Linked DNA regions of Mus musculus: all the other regions are linked to region 2. A link is a contact called in public promoter capture Hi-C data. All regions are on one chromosome and are shown on one strand. Each heading gives the region's core, a stretch centred on a gene start, on an enhancer-like site or on the middle of the called end of the contact. The rest is flanking DNA. Distances are from core to core; before and after follow the strand shown.

Region 1 (2,700 bases), core at 111-2,610, 1.8 Mb before region 2:
CAGTGGGTAAACATCAGACAAAATATTCACGTATCCCTGGCAGAAGAGTCATCCCCTGTGTGAACATTTCTTCCTGATAACACACATCAGCTTTCACGGAACCTCCTAAGGCAGAAAGTTTACATTAAGCTTCATAACTGTATTCCCTGCTTATGAATAATCAACCTTAAAAAAACAAATCTTCAGTGCTGAAAGTGCCCCACCCACCAATTCAGGAGCTTTATCTTGGACTGGGGCACTTGGTTCTCTGGATGCTATGCACTTCAGATGATGGTTTTCCTGCCCCGCTCTCTATTTTCCCAGCATCTAAACTATAGTCTTCTATATTTCTCACAGGTCTTCGAAAGATACTTTCTAGTGGCTCGCCCTTCCTGCCTCCTTTTGAATTAGAAAGTGGCTAATTATCAACCCTCAAACCACACAGGCGGTTACAACGCTCGTGAGTACTGTTATCATTTTTTAAAAAGTGGGTCTATGGCCATCAGAAAAGAAGCTGGCTCTGCCATCCGAGCGAGGTTAAGGCCAGTGTTTCCCCATCGCATATCTGGCGCAGCTCTGATTCTTGGCCCAGCCTTCAGGGCAGCTTCTCCGGCCTCCAGGGCAGCTTCCCAGCCTCAGTGACCACAGTGGTCCCCTGTTCTGTCCTGCTCGGTGAGAGGGTGTGGCTGGGGTGGCAGTGGTGAGTAAAAGGCAGAAGGGGGTACTCCTGGCCGTGCGTCCTGGGGTGGAGGTGACCCAGTAACCCAAAAGCGGCAAGGGGAGACCAAGGGAGTGACAGAGTGCAGGAGGTCTCCAGGAGGCCGGCTGACCTCCGCTTGGGGTGGTGGTGGTGGGGAGAGAGGTTTGGGGCGGCAGGCAAGCAGGTATTGGGAAGCGCCCAGGGCGCGCGGCGGGGTGGGGAGAACCCAGCGGATGCACAGAGTGGAAGCAATCGCAGAGCGGGGCTGTAGTCCCGGGACCGCGAGGGGACAGCGTGTGGGGTTCGGGACGCGGGCACCCACTCACCTATGCACAGCTGGATGGCGTAGGCGTAGTAGGACCAGCCCAGCAGCAAGCTGATGAACACCACCGGGATCCAGTAGAGCACCCGCCGGCACCGCCGCCTCACGCCGCCCGAGCCCGAGGGCGCCATCTTCCAGCCGCAGACACCTGCCCAGCTCTGCCGCCGCCGCCGCCCGTGGGCCTGGCTCGGGGCCGGGCTCGGGGCTCCCGGAGCACCCGACGGGACAGGCCCGGGGGCGGCGGCTGGCTGTGCTGCGGCCACCGCGGCCGCCGTGGCGCTAGCTCCCCATCCCGCGGCAGCGAGCGGGCGCCGCGGACTCCCGCTGCTCTGCCGGGCTGAGGCGGCGGCTCAGAGTAGGAGGACGAAGGCGACGAGGCGGCGGGAAGCTCCGCTCCGCCCCCGCCTGGTCCCCGCCCGGTCCCCGCCTCGCTGCCTCCCACTGCGCGGCGGGCTGCGCCCTCGGGCGGGTGCAGGGATCCGGACGCGGACTCCCACGGCGCCCTCGGACTCTCGGCTACCCGTGCGCCCTTGCCCTGGGCCACCGCAGGGGCGCTCGAGGTGGCGACCCGGTGCCCACCTTGGCCCTCCCGCCCCTGCACTTGGCCCTGGATCGCGGGACTGTGATGAGAATTGACACTCGCTTTGGGTCACCCTCCCCAGCCGCAAGCCACTCCCAGGGCGCGGATCGGAGGGGGACGAGCTGCAAGGTGTCGCTTGTAGGAGGACGAGCGTCAGCCCCTCTTCGCCCCGCCCCCGGGACCAGCCAGTTGCTATCCCACTCCTCACCGGCCAGGCCCAGGGAGGATTGCGCCAAGTCCTTAGGCGCCCAGGCCCTCACCCTTGCATCTGTCAGGAAAATTCTCGCTTTAACTTGTGGGTGCCAGTAAACTGGCTGAGAGTAGCCAAAGTGCGGTCAGTTTCCAGAACAGACCAGCGAAATGATGGTGTTTGGGCATGAGAACGCCTACCTAGGTGCCCAGATCGCCATGAAGAGGGTTGCCAGAGGCCCTAGCCAGAGGGAGCAAGTTGAATTTTACGTTGTGAATCCATTGACAGTAACTAGAGTTAGGGCTGGCAGATCTTTGCTGAGAGAAGATTCTCTCTTTTTGTGTTAAACTGTCTTGTGATTCTAAGAGTAAAGTTTACCGTCCCCATCTCCCAAGAGCCAAGCGATTCCTTCTCTGCGTTCTTTCCCATCCTATCCAGCCTGACAGTGATTTTGGTTGTGATAGCGATTCTAAATTTAGCATATAGTAGAGTTTAAAGCGGTTGTCAAAACCACTGGAACGTGATTCTAATGGTAGTTAGAACAAACATCCCACAGTTAATTGTTGGTGAATGGGAAAGGAACGTGTTTCTGAGATTACTCCTCCCATTATATAAACAATTAGTATGTGTAACAGGTACCAGATATCATTAATGAATACTATATTTACTCCACACAACCAGATTGGGTAGAATTACTTGATAAACGTGATAAGAATGCTGAAGTATAGAAACCCAGCTCCAATTATGTCCTCCTGGCTTTTCAATTATCTTCCCAAGACTGGATTAAATATCAAGCCAATGTTCCTGAAACAGCTACTGCATCAACGCAGAAACAACCTCGCTCACCGGCACCCCCAGAGCTCCCTGGGACTAAACCACCAATCAGAGAAAACAGGAGGTGGGACTCATGCGTATATAGCAGAGGATGG
Region 2 (2,700 bases), core at 19-2,518:
TATGTATATAATTATATAATGTGTATGTAAGATATATAATAATATAAAAGACTATCGTATATATACATATATGTGTGTGTACATATATATGTAACACATATATATTCATATATATATATAATAGTGGAGATGACAGGAAGAAAAAAACAGGCAGTTTTAGGTATTAGAATGGTAACTTTAAAGACTTCTTACATGCATTAATCTACTTATTTCACATTTGCATGCTTTATCATTTGCTAGGCTCTGGATGTACTGGTAAATAAGACTGGTCTGATATCTCAAGGGCATACCATTTATTGAAGAAGTCACACATTCAAGCAGATAATCAATGCACATATGCAAAAATGATAAATTGAGGTTCTGCTATAGTAAGTTAACTAAATACAATATACAAAGGACTCACCCTTAAAAAATCTTTTCTGAGGGACTGGCATTAGATTGAAACCAGAGAAAGGGAAATACATGAAGTCAGAAGAGGAAAGAGATGTCCTGACAGAGAGGCAGTGGTATATATTAGCTGAAAGTGGAAGAAACGGCACTCACACAGGTAGACCAGATGGCTGGAGCTCAGCAGTGCAGAAATATGAAAATGAAGTTAGAGAAGAAGTCCAGAAAAGTATATGTGGTCATATTTCTATTTTTTAAAAATACATTCTTTTTGAAATAAAATAATTTACATTGCTCTTTTTGAAATCTGAAAACATCTTTATATTTGCAATTTTTATATGCCACAATAAAAAGCCACTGAAGCCTTAACATAAATCAAGGTGTTTACCCTAAAATATGTAAATGAAGCAGAGGAGCCCCTACCTCCAAATTTACAGATTACAAGTGCGATGTAGTGACCTGTTAGAATGAATTCAAAGAAACATTTTCCAGCAGAAAACTTAAAATATCTTGAGTTGCATCGTGGAAAGAAATCTTTAACAATCCTACGTCTCATCATTTAAAATTAGTATTTTAGGTAAAAGCAACGTGACATTTAAACAGCCCAGATCTAATTGGATACAGACGAGATTTAATTGAATGCATAAAAATGATACAGGCAAGCCTGTGTCTCCCTGTGCTTATCTGAGCAAGAAGCTGCAACAGAGTAAGTGAATTAAAATGCCTGTCACCTAGTAGATTCCGGACAGAGGGCAGTCTTTAAGACCCAGCGACTGTATTTGTCTGGAGAGGAAATGTTGCTTTTTGACAGATGAGAGAAATCCCCTTAGTGCTGGCTGTGGAAGGGAGAAGTGAAGTCAGTCACCTGGTGGTGAAGGCCAGTAAAACAGCAAAGCAGGAGGAAAATTGCGGTCTCCCTCTCTTCTCTTCGCTCTTTTCTCTCTGTGGGAGCCACCTCCTATTCTCTCAACTCTTTTAGCATAACCTTCAAAGGAGAACGGTCCCTTCAGACTTTATTACCGTCTTTTCCCCACTGAGAGAATACCTCTTAGCTACAAGACATTTTTTAAGTCTATGCAGGACTTCGGGGATCCAGTTATCTTGCCAGGGAAATTGATGATTGCTAATGTCTGAGACTCACAGCGTGCTAAATTAGCTACCAGAGTATGCCTGACGGAGGAAGGCTTTTTATCACATAGTCTTCTCTCCAGTTTGAACACATTTGCTTGAATTTTGCCGCATGATGCTGTCCAGGGAAGCAGCTTTTTTTCTTGGGATGCAGCAACTCGCTGGTTTCTAAGCTTATTGCCGAAGAAAAAAATAATCTGAAATTGAGTGGATTTTTCCCCCTCCTTTGCTTGAGTCGACTGAGCTGTGTCGCACGGCGGTAAAGATCAACTGTCCCTAAATCTTTGAAGAAGTAAAACAAAGTGAATTCTCATTAATATTTATTTATTTGTATTATTTTTAACCGGTGGAGGCGGCGAGACCACGGAGGATGAGACTGAGAGAAGCTACCAGGGCTTGGAGGAGGATAAAGCTGAGTTTCAGCTGGAAACTAAAAGACTAGATCGGTTCGGGGAGCAACTTGGCCAGTTCCTCTCCACTTCCTTTAGTTTCGCTCCATGGACAGATCCACGGACCTGGACATCCAGGAGCTCAAGGTACGTGGTCCTGCGGCGGCGGCGCTGGCTTTCCGCTCTGCCGCGCTCGCATCCCGGGCTCTGCTCGCCCGCTACCCGGCGTCTCCGGAGTAGTCGCGGGTCCCGCTGGACGGCGAGGGGGCATCTGGGGCGGGGTGTCCCCGGGCGCAGCGCCCCTCCCCGGGCCGTGGACACACAGGCGGCTGTCCCTCGCCCTCCCGCGCGGGGCTGCCCTCCGCGTCGTTGTTCCGGCTGGAGGCCACCCGGTGCTCCCCTCACGGGTGACAACGGCAGCTGGGCTGCAGGACCCGAGGTCCTCGGTGCCCCGGAGCTGGCTGAGGATACGGAGGTCTCCCCATCTCTACTCGAGGTCGCCCGTATTCCCGGCAAAGTTGTCCGGGGCCACTTTCCCTCCCGTCCCCGCCCGCCTCTCTTCTGTCCCGCTCCTGCCCCCGTGCGACACCGGGACAGCCTGTTTCCGTTCGTAAATTCGCTGCACAGAGGTGTTTGTGGCCACCACTAGGCAAAGCCCCCCTTTTCCTATCATTAACCACACCGCTCCCCCCCCCACTCCCTTGAAGGCCACTGCCTTTGGGCGGGAACGGGTGGTGATCATCCCGGGGCACAGGGCGAGAGGAGAGACATGAGGGGGTCCCCTGCTGGCCTGTCT
Region 3 (2,700 bases), core at 34-2,533, 1.7 Mb after region 2:
ATTGACAAGCTAAAATTGTACAACCCTCACACAGAGTCAATAATTAGATTCATCGAATTCCTAATCATTTTTTAAAGGACTAGTTAAGTCACCTAGAGCTATAGAATGAACTCTTTTAATGTAACTAAAATGAAAGGGAACGATTACTGAGTAGTTTCAACCAAATAAGATAAATGGACAGATGTTGTTTCCCGTTTCTCTGGTGTAAACAAGGAAGCTATCCCACTGGCCTGGCCACAAACCTACATGTCCCAAGGCCACTGTCCGTCTTACCCTTGCACTTTCCCTGAGGGAGAACTCTGGGTCATAAAAGAGACTCTGTATGAATTCTTTCCAGAAATGATTTGAGCTCTGCATTTGTGACATCTTATTATAAGACAAGCTAACATCTATTATTAATTGATGCACTAATTAAAGCCATATTCGCAGTTTCCATTAGCTTATTCCCTAAATTCTCCAGAGTTGGCTGTCTGGTTTTAATCAAAACCAAATGGTAGTCCTAGCTCCCAGGCCGGAGCAGCTAGGAGGAAGTCACGCAGTGGAGGCACAAAAGCAGAAAAGATAAACAGATGAGAGTTCACAAGCTGTCTGGGGAAGGAGGCATACACTCTGCTAGCCACTTTAGAGATGTGATTGAGAGACTCGGCCATGCTGGAGGAAGCATCGCAAGTGTTTTATGTCAGCAGGACTTCTAACTTGATCAAGATGGAGTCTGCCTTCTCCAGCCTTTCCAGCCTTTGCAGCCGTGGTTGTCTGTAACTGGAGGATCCCTTACTGGAGGTAAGGAGGCTTCACGTGCTGTAACACAAACCACTGTGTTCTGTTCAGAATTCTGGGGATGAGAGAGAGAGAAGAAAATTCTCTGTTTCCTCGATTCTCGGAATTTTACTTACAGATTTTTTTTCCTTCCCCAAGTCCAGGATTTAAATTTTGAAGTTATTTTTTAAGGTTCTAAACTTTAGAAGAATTACGGTATTAAAAGGCTCAGACTTCATCTGTCTTAGAAAACTTTTGAAATGAGAATTAGGAGAAGTGTTCTCCATTTAACACAGTAGAAAGTAACACTGTGCAGAGGGGAGAGCTGCACTCTCTTCCTTCCTTGTTTTCCACGAGCCCTGTGGGATAGGAAGGACTCTAGGACTTTCTGACGCTAACTAATCATCTCAAGAGCTTTGACAAACTCACTTTGGTTCTGTGTAAAATCAGAGCTTCAACGCCCAGGCGGCTCTGCTCAGCCCCTCCCCTCCGGCTTCGTGCAGGCTTTCTCACATGCAAACTTCTCGGAGGCAGGAAATACTTTGCAGGCAATCTGGGCCTGCTGGTGGAGGCCCCTCTCTCGCAAAACATCAGTCTGCATTTAGAGGACAGAAGTCACTAGGAACGCCTTGACAGGATCCGGCGTTAGCTGAGGCTCTCTCCAGCTGCAGAGGGGGTTTTTTGTTAGAATCACACACTGCGTTAAGGAGAACTGCTCAGAATAGAGCCGTGACCTCAGCCAGCAATGTGAACTTAGATTTTTTGGAGCCGCTAACCGGGACAGACTCCTCTCCTAGCCTGGCTGGAATAGCATCATGCCTTGGCGGTAACAGCAACTCCTGGTCCAGGTAAGAGGCTGCTGCTGCGACTGTCATGTAGGAGACAGAGCTGGAAAACCTTGCCATCTTCAGCCAGCTGTTGACTGCTTTCAGAGCTGAGCCCTGAAAAGCAGAAGGGGGAAAACTGTGTAGTCAGTAGACAGCGGGGAGTCAAAATCTTTTGAGCAAAATGTCATTTCTAAAATATGTTCCACGTAGCTCGAGTCTCTTTCCCCATGCAGAAATGTTTTCTTCTGATTTCTTTTTATTCTTAACTTACTGACCAATCCATCTGTAACGCGCCGCTGCTGATAGGTGTAGCATATCTGGGGGCCAATGAATCTTCTCAGATTGAAGTGTGAAACTTTAGAAACTCCTTTCTCCTCTCTGTTTTCCCAACAAAAAGAGGACATAACATTATAACGTTTTTTCTTAGTAATGTGCTTTCAAACAATAATCAGCGTCTTACTGAAAACTCTGAAAATCAAATTCTCTAGTATTTCCAGCTAGTTTCAGTCACTTACCCTGTTACTAACACACAACGTAAATTGTTATTTTAAGAGAAGTAATGACATACAAGTTTACAGGTTATTTCTGTCTCTGCACATTTAATTTCAGTTTGGGAACATAAGTGTCAGAATCGGGTTTTGTTAACATTAAACTTGGATTCGCCGCTCAGATCTCATGTTGTATGAACACTCCGTGTTGCTGAAGCAAATCTGTACAATCACATCAGTCATGGGAGAATCTAGCTGACCATTCATTCGTATTTTCTGTCATCGTCAAGTCAAATAGTCACCATGCTTCAGCCTTCTAAATTGTCTTAATGGTTAAATGTGTGGTCCCGGAGTAAATAAATGTAGCAATGGCTGATATAACCCAGAGTTACAATAACAAAGATGATGTTATATTTAGAAGGAAATTATTTTTGGAAAATTGTATGGAATAGTATGCAAAGATATTATGCCTATCTCCAAATCTGTGAACCAAACACAAAATGCAGTAAGTGAAGGATGGATAACAGGTTTGCCAGTAGGATCATAAGAAACCAATAAGGATGTTAATCATAAACTTCTATAAAGGACAAGATGACCATTTGGTGTGTTAGCTAATAGAATTTTTAATT
Region 4 (2,700 bases), core at 13-2,512, 2.0 Mb before region 2:
TCTTTGACTACCCCTGATGTTCTTTACAAAAGGGAAAATTACACTTTGACTTATTCTTGTCATTTACAAGTGATGTTTTATAGCTTGTTCCAATCTACCCTCTCGGGTGGTAGGAGTATGAATATGGTCCAAAACGTGCAAAGGGGATGTGACAATTTTAAAATGAATTCGACATTAATGAAAACATATTTTGAAGGTTGCAATATGCCGGTATTGAACAGGAGATTAAAAAAAAAAACAAAATCAAAAACAATGTGTAAGGTCAAAGAATTTACAACAATGTCATAAACAAGGGCCAGGAAAACAACGAAACAAATACTACTCCAAGAACTGTTCTATGAAACTTCAGTATGGCAGAGGGTGTTTTTAGTCTCTGGATTCCCTTGGTGCCTTAAAGGGACCTCATAGTGGATACTTTGTGTCTCTAGCTGTCGTTTAGTTACAGCTAGGAAAAGACAGCCGATATGTACCTAACACAGGATCTGGGGTTTTCACATCTCTATCAAGATTCCATCAGTGAAGTCACATGGTTATGTGAGATGTCTGACTTGACAGCAACCTTAGTACTAGGGCACAAACAACATTGGTATTACTCTCACTTTCACCCCAAAGACTCTGCTGACTGAGCCTGTGCCAGAATACATCCAGAACCCAGTAGACTATGCATACTGCATCAGGGTGCAGTCATTTTTTCCCCCTACCACATTCTGAAGTTCCACCTATCTTCGGATGCTCTGGAAGGCAGCCAATGAGGGTATAAAGCTTCACAGATTCATTCGCATCTCTCCAAGAAACCACACCCAACACAAGGCCCTCTTTGTGCCTTAGGAAACAGTGGTGCCACAGTATTACCGTTTTATGCTGCCTGACTCTCTTTGGGTTTTGATTTTTCTTTTTTTAAAAAAAGAAAATATGGGGGGTATCTTTATGTCTCTTTTACTGTTCCAAGCTGCTGGACCCAAATGATCTTCCTGCCTCAGCCTCCTGAGTGGCTGGGATTACAGGCAAGCGCCACCGCAGCCAGCTTGAAGATCCCCATCTGGAAAAATACCTAGTGACTTGGGCAGTGAGAGCCTCCACCAGAGAGAGGGAGCGGAAAGGAGAGCAAAGTCCAAGGGTGAGACCCGCAGGTGCGAGCAGGCGCAGAGCCGCGATCTCAGGCCCGCGCAGGCGCCCAGCACCACCGGCGCACCTGGAGGAGGAGCCAAGGCCGGGACCCGCCCACGCCCGCGGCCGCCGAAGCCCCCTCCCCGCCCTTCCCATTGCGCCGCACGCGCGCGCGCAGGTGCGTGAGGCCGCGCCCGCCGGGGACCCTGCAGACGCGGGCCCGCCATGGAGCACATCCGCACGCCCAAGGTTGGTGGCCCGGGCGGAGGAGGCAGAGAAGGAGGAGGGATGCTAAGCGCACGGGGCTGCCCGGCCGGGAGCTGGACCGCGAACGAGGGAGGAGCTGGCGGCGCCCTAGCATCTCCCAGAGCACTGCGAGGCCGGTCTTTCTCTTGCTAGCTCACAGGCCTAGCTGGCGCTAATCTCTTGTCCTTGGGGGTGAGGTGGTGCGCAGTGGACGCAGGGGTGGGCAGGAGGGAATGGACCCCATTTGTCTGTTGAGTAACAGGGTGCTGATAAACGGTTTTTCTTTAAATATTTTCATTTAAAGAAGGTGCTGGTAGCTCTGAGCAGTTGAAAAGGAAGCAAGCTCTTGAATAGCAGGTGCAAAGAAAGTGCGTTATAGACAGATGGTTTGAATGAACTTGGAAGCTTGTTGAAGCTAAGGATTGGACTCACCCGAAGCATCCTTTCCCATTTTGGAGCTGCTAGGGACCTGCAGCTGAGCCTAGGATACATATTTGCCATGACTGAATGATGGCGTATTCTTCTCTTTCCCGTTTGTTTGGCCCCTTGGGAAGAAGATGCTGCGTATAGATTTCACCCGTGAGTGTGTGTTAAAACACACCGGCGTTTGCCGCTCAACAGAAATGATTATTTCCAGATTATACAGTTAATTAAGACTGGAAGCCTTAGCCATAGTACCAAACCTTGCCACTCTTTGTTGCAATATAATTTAGAATTAAAATAATGATAGAGATTCTTGTCTGATTTTAAAAACCTCTGGGAAGGAAGACCTTTTTAAAAATCCCGTTGTTTCTCTCTTAGTTACCACCACACAGTCTTTTCAGAATCATCTTATATTTAAAATCTAGGTCCCAGACAGACTTGGACTAAAATTATATCCGAGTGCACAGAAGTCATGTGATCCCAGGGCTATTATCATTTCATGGGAACGTATATTTAATTACTTTGCTCCTTATCCAGCAAGAATTTATCCCTACATTCAGAGATGGTTGCCCATACCTCTTAGTAAAAGCCTCATTAATATTGTGTTCATGGAAGAATTAGTCTTCTAGCCTGCTGGAGACCGTCAGTTCCAGCGGTGAGTTTCAGTTGTGTTGACGTTGCCCCATGGAATGAAACTGTTACTTTACAATCAGGAAGTTGTAAACTTAGGAGACAGTGCCATAAACCACAAGATCCGTGGCTCAGGGCTCTCAGGTCTTAAGTGGTACTAAATAATTTATTCAAGAGTGATGAGTTTAACCCATGATTCTCTTTGTCTTTTGCCAAGGGCATTCCTCTTTCATGATGAAGGGGCCCTTTGTACAGGTGGTGTCTTATGTGGATGTCGGCAGCGGGGATGAGAGG
Region 5 (2,700 bases), core at 97-2,596, 1.7 Mb after region 2:
TATATATATATATATATATATATATTCCCCTAGATTACAAAAGTTTTGCAATTTCTCCAATTGTCTTCCATAATGTGAAAAATCTATTGGATTTAATGATTTAGACTTCAGTGAAGGAAGCAGAAGTAAATCTTACATTAGTTTCTAAATTTCCTCTATATGAGATGGTAATTACTCAAATCCACACCAGGTACATGTATGCACAACACATGTTATCACTAATCACCAATAGTCACCATCCCCTGGTTGGGCATAGTACATATCATCATTAGTAGTCAGCACCTCCTATCTGGTTGGACGTGTGAGTTGAGAATCATTAAAAAGACTTGTACAGTCTTCCTACACCTGCTTTGAATATGCCCGCCCAAAGCCGGAGCTTCCCTTCAGCATTTTCTCAGTCAGTCGCTTCCAGATGATCCTAGGATCATCTGAAAGCCTGGGGAAGCCCTGATGTGCTTCTCCAACACGGGTGAGAAAGTCTGTGGTATGAAGGTGTTCATCTATTTTCTCTTGGAGTAGTAGTGACTGCAGTAAAGTTTTCCTTCGTCTCAGGAAGTCAGACTGAGCCAGCTCTGCTCTTTTGCTATTACAGCTGGGACACTGCGAAGAAATGTGTTGCGTAATCGCCCCTATGTACGCCAGAGTCGCTCTCGTGTTTTCCAAATAGATTCTGTTCCACAGTTCATCAGGGATCGTACAATTGAAAGCATCTACCTCTGAGGTCTCTGCAATCCATCTGAGCTGCAGCCTTTTGGGTCTGTTGCTTTTCTTAGCTCTTAAATCCTGTCTCTGGTGAATCAAGTTTACTTTTTTAGTACAAAAAGACTGCAGGGCATCCAGTTCTTCTGCGGATTCCTTAGGGATTTCTGGTGGGAGTCTACGGTCGGGTTGAGATCTTTCAGAATGAATTTCTTTGCTCTTGAGATGGTTGATCCACATTTCACTCAGCTTATTTTCATCCTTCTGTAAGAGTGAAAGTTCTGACTGCTCGTCTTGCTCTTCCGAACTTGTAGTCGGCGTTTTGGTCTCGACTGGGCTCTCAGAGGTGTGTGAATAGGATTGTAATTCTCCAGAGAAGCTGATGGAACCAGAACTCAGTACCTCATCTGCACAGGACCCGGGGAACTCTTCTGAAACTTGAGTAGCACAGACGTCCGTCTGGGCCGGGCCTCCGTGCTCTTCTTTTGAGTCCTCCGGCTTCTGAGCAGGTGGCCACCCCATTGTCTCGGACTCAGTTCCTCATCTGCTTTGCTCTGGTCAAAAATGGGTCTGGAACCAGTAAAGAGGAGCCGACAGGGCACAATCTTTGGTGTAGTTGAGTGCCGCGAGCTTCTTCTTCCGGGTATGCCTTTCCTGGTTGACATGGCAACGCGGGCCGGTCATGCGCAGTGAGTGGTCTCCGGTATCCCGCCCCTTTCCTGTCTCTTGCAGGAGCCCGTTCAACAGCTTTTAATTCAGCCCTCAGGCTGCTGTGTGTAATTCAAGGGAAAAGGTCGCAAACCTTTCAGGTCAGACCAGGTGTTGAGCATACGTAAGTCCCATGGAGACAGACAGATGGCACTTGACAAAAGAGATAACGCGTCTTGCCGCAAAATTTCCACAAAAAGTGCTATCTGAAGTCCCCAGTAATACATACCTGTTTTAGAGCCAAGGGAGAAGCTGTTTGTAGATTTGCCTTAGAATAAAAATGGAAATACTCACAATATTCTCTAAGGTCTCTCCACAGTCTCTCAAGGCTCCTGAAAACCCTCGCAGATTCCTCAAAACCACAGTGTTAGGTGCTGTCCCTTCCAACTGCCAGATCCATACCTTCATCTCTAGATGTTGTGCTGTATGGCTATTACCACCTACAAGATGCTTTACACGGAGGGTTCGGGTGCATTTCCTGCATTCTGTATATCTGAGTCTCTGAGGATAAAGCCTAAAGATGCAGCCTGCTCAAGAAATCTGTTAGTGTGCTTAATACCACTTACAAAGGGACAGTGGGTTTTGTGACATGAGTAATTCCACTTTAAGAAAGTCTAAGTATCCTCCTATTTAATTTCAAACTCAAGCCCTTACCCAATGATACATCCCTCTAATACGGGGCTTTTAAAAGACATTGCCTCAGACCCAAATGCCATATAAAGGCACATGTTGAAAATCCTGATGATGACCCTAAAGCGCGCGCGCGCGCGCGCGCACACACACACACACACACACACACACTGGACTCTCAAATGCACTTTGTCTTCCTTCCCTGCATCCCTTCCGACACTGCCGACTCATCCTTGTGTGTCCTCACCCACTCCCTTACTTTGCCAAGGTCAATGGTCTGAAATATTCAAAGATAATCTGAGAAATTTGGTCAGCCTTCCTTTAAAGATAAGAACTTTCCAACTTCCTCATTTCGGCCAAATTAAAGAAAGCAGAAAGACAATTGTGGATCTAAGGGATTTCCAGCAGGATTCGTGTTTTTATTCTAAATTGTTTCAAAATCCTCCCTCATGCTCCCATTCATATTTCCATATAATTCATTTTTCTCCCCACCCCCAACAAGGAATGTGTCTTTAAAGTACATCCTCTAATAACGTCCATGTGCTAATACCCAGGCTCATCCAACTTCTATCTTTTAGCACTGTAAGTTTATCTGTTTTTTAAAAATAGCTTCATCTGTGACCAAAAAATATGAATAGGAAATTAATCAATTTTCTTTTCATA

The links. Promoter capture Hi-C pulls out the DNA fragments that hold promoters and counts their contacts.
Region 1: a contact with region 2 is called in a promoter capture Hi-C map of hippocampal neurons, with 5 times the contacts expected there. The contact joins the promoter of Zdhhc2 here to the promoter of Sgcz in region 2. A contact is called at or near these places in 2 of 39 promoter capture datasets (cranial neural crest and hippocampal neurons).
Region 3: a contact with region 2 is called in a promoter capture Hi-C map of liver, with 4 times the contacts expected there. The contact joins the promoter of Dlc1 here to the promoter of Sgcz in region 2. A contact is called at or near these places in 4 of 39 promoter capture datasets (frontonasal cranial neural crest, hippocampal neurons and liver).
Region 4: a promoter capture Hi-C map of liver shows a contact between it and region 2, with 4 times the contacts expected there. The contact joins the promoter of Mtmr7 here to the promoter of Sgcz in region 2. A contact is called at or near these places in 2 of 39 promoter capture datasets (cranial neural crest and liver).
Region 5: a contact with region 2 is called in a promoter capture Hi-C map of liver, with 5 times the contacts expected there. The contact joins the promoter of AI429214 here to the promoter of Sgcz in region 2. A contact is called at or near these places in 2 of 39 promoter capture datasets (hippocampal neurons and liver).

The regions. Positions count from the first base shown.
Region 1 is chr8:40,422,475-40,425,174 of GRCm38.p6, reverse strand. Zdhhc2 (zinc finger, DHHC domain containing 2) reads right to left here and starts at 1,360. Exons shown (of 13, transcript NM_178395.4): 1 at 1,006-1,360. The coding sequence starts at 1,132.
Region 2 is chr8:38,660,076-38,662,775 of GRCm38.p6, reverse strand. Sgcz (sarcoglycan zeta) reads left to right here and starts at 1,268. Exons shown (of 8, transcript NM_145841.2): 1 at 1,268-2,051. The coding sequence starts at 2,013. The region is part of intron 1 of Gm40493 (a long non-coding RNA gene); the gene reads right to left.
Region 3 is chr8:36,951,025-36,953,724 of GRCm38.p6, reverse strand. Dlc1 (deleted in liver cancer 1) reads left to right here and starts at 1,283. Exons shown (of 18, transcript NM_001194940.2): 1 at 1,283-1,604.
Region 4 is chr8:40,633,354-40,636,053 of GRCm38.p6, reverse strand. It overlaps Mtmr7 (myotubularin related protein 7), which reads left to right and starts at 1,262. Exons shown (of 14, transcript NM_001040699.1): 1 at 1,262-1,356. The coding sequence starts at 1,333.
Region 5 is chr8:36,992,221-36,994,920 of GRCm38.p6, reverse strand. It overlaps AI429214 (expressed sequence AI429214), which reads right to left and starts at 1,346. Exons shown (of 1, transcript NM_001039220.3): 1 at 1-1,346. The coding sequence starts at 1,221. The coding sequence ends at 340. The region is part of intron 2 of G630064G18Rik (RIKEN cDNA G630064G18 gene); the gene reads left to right.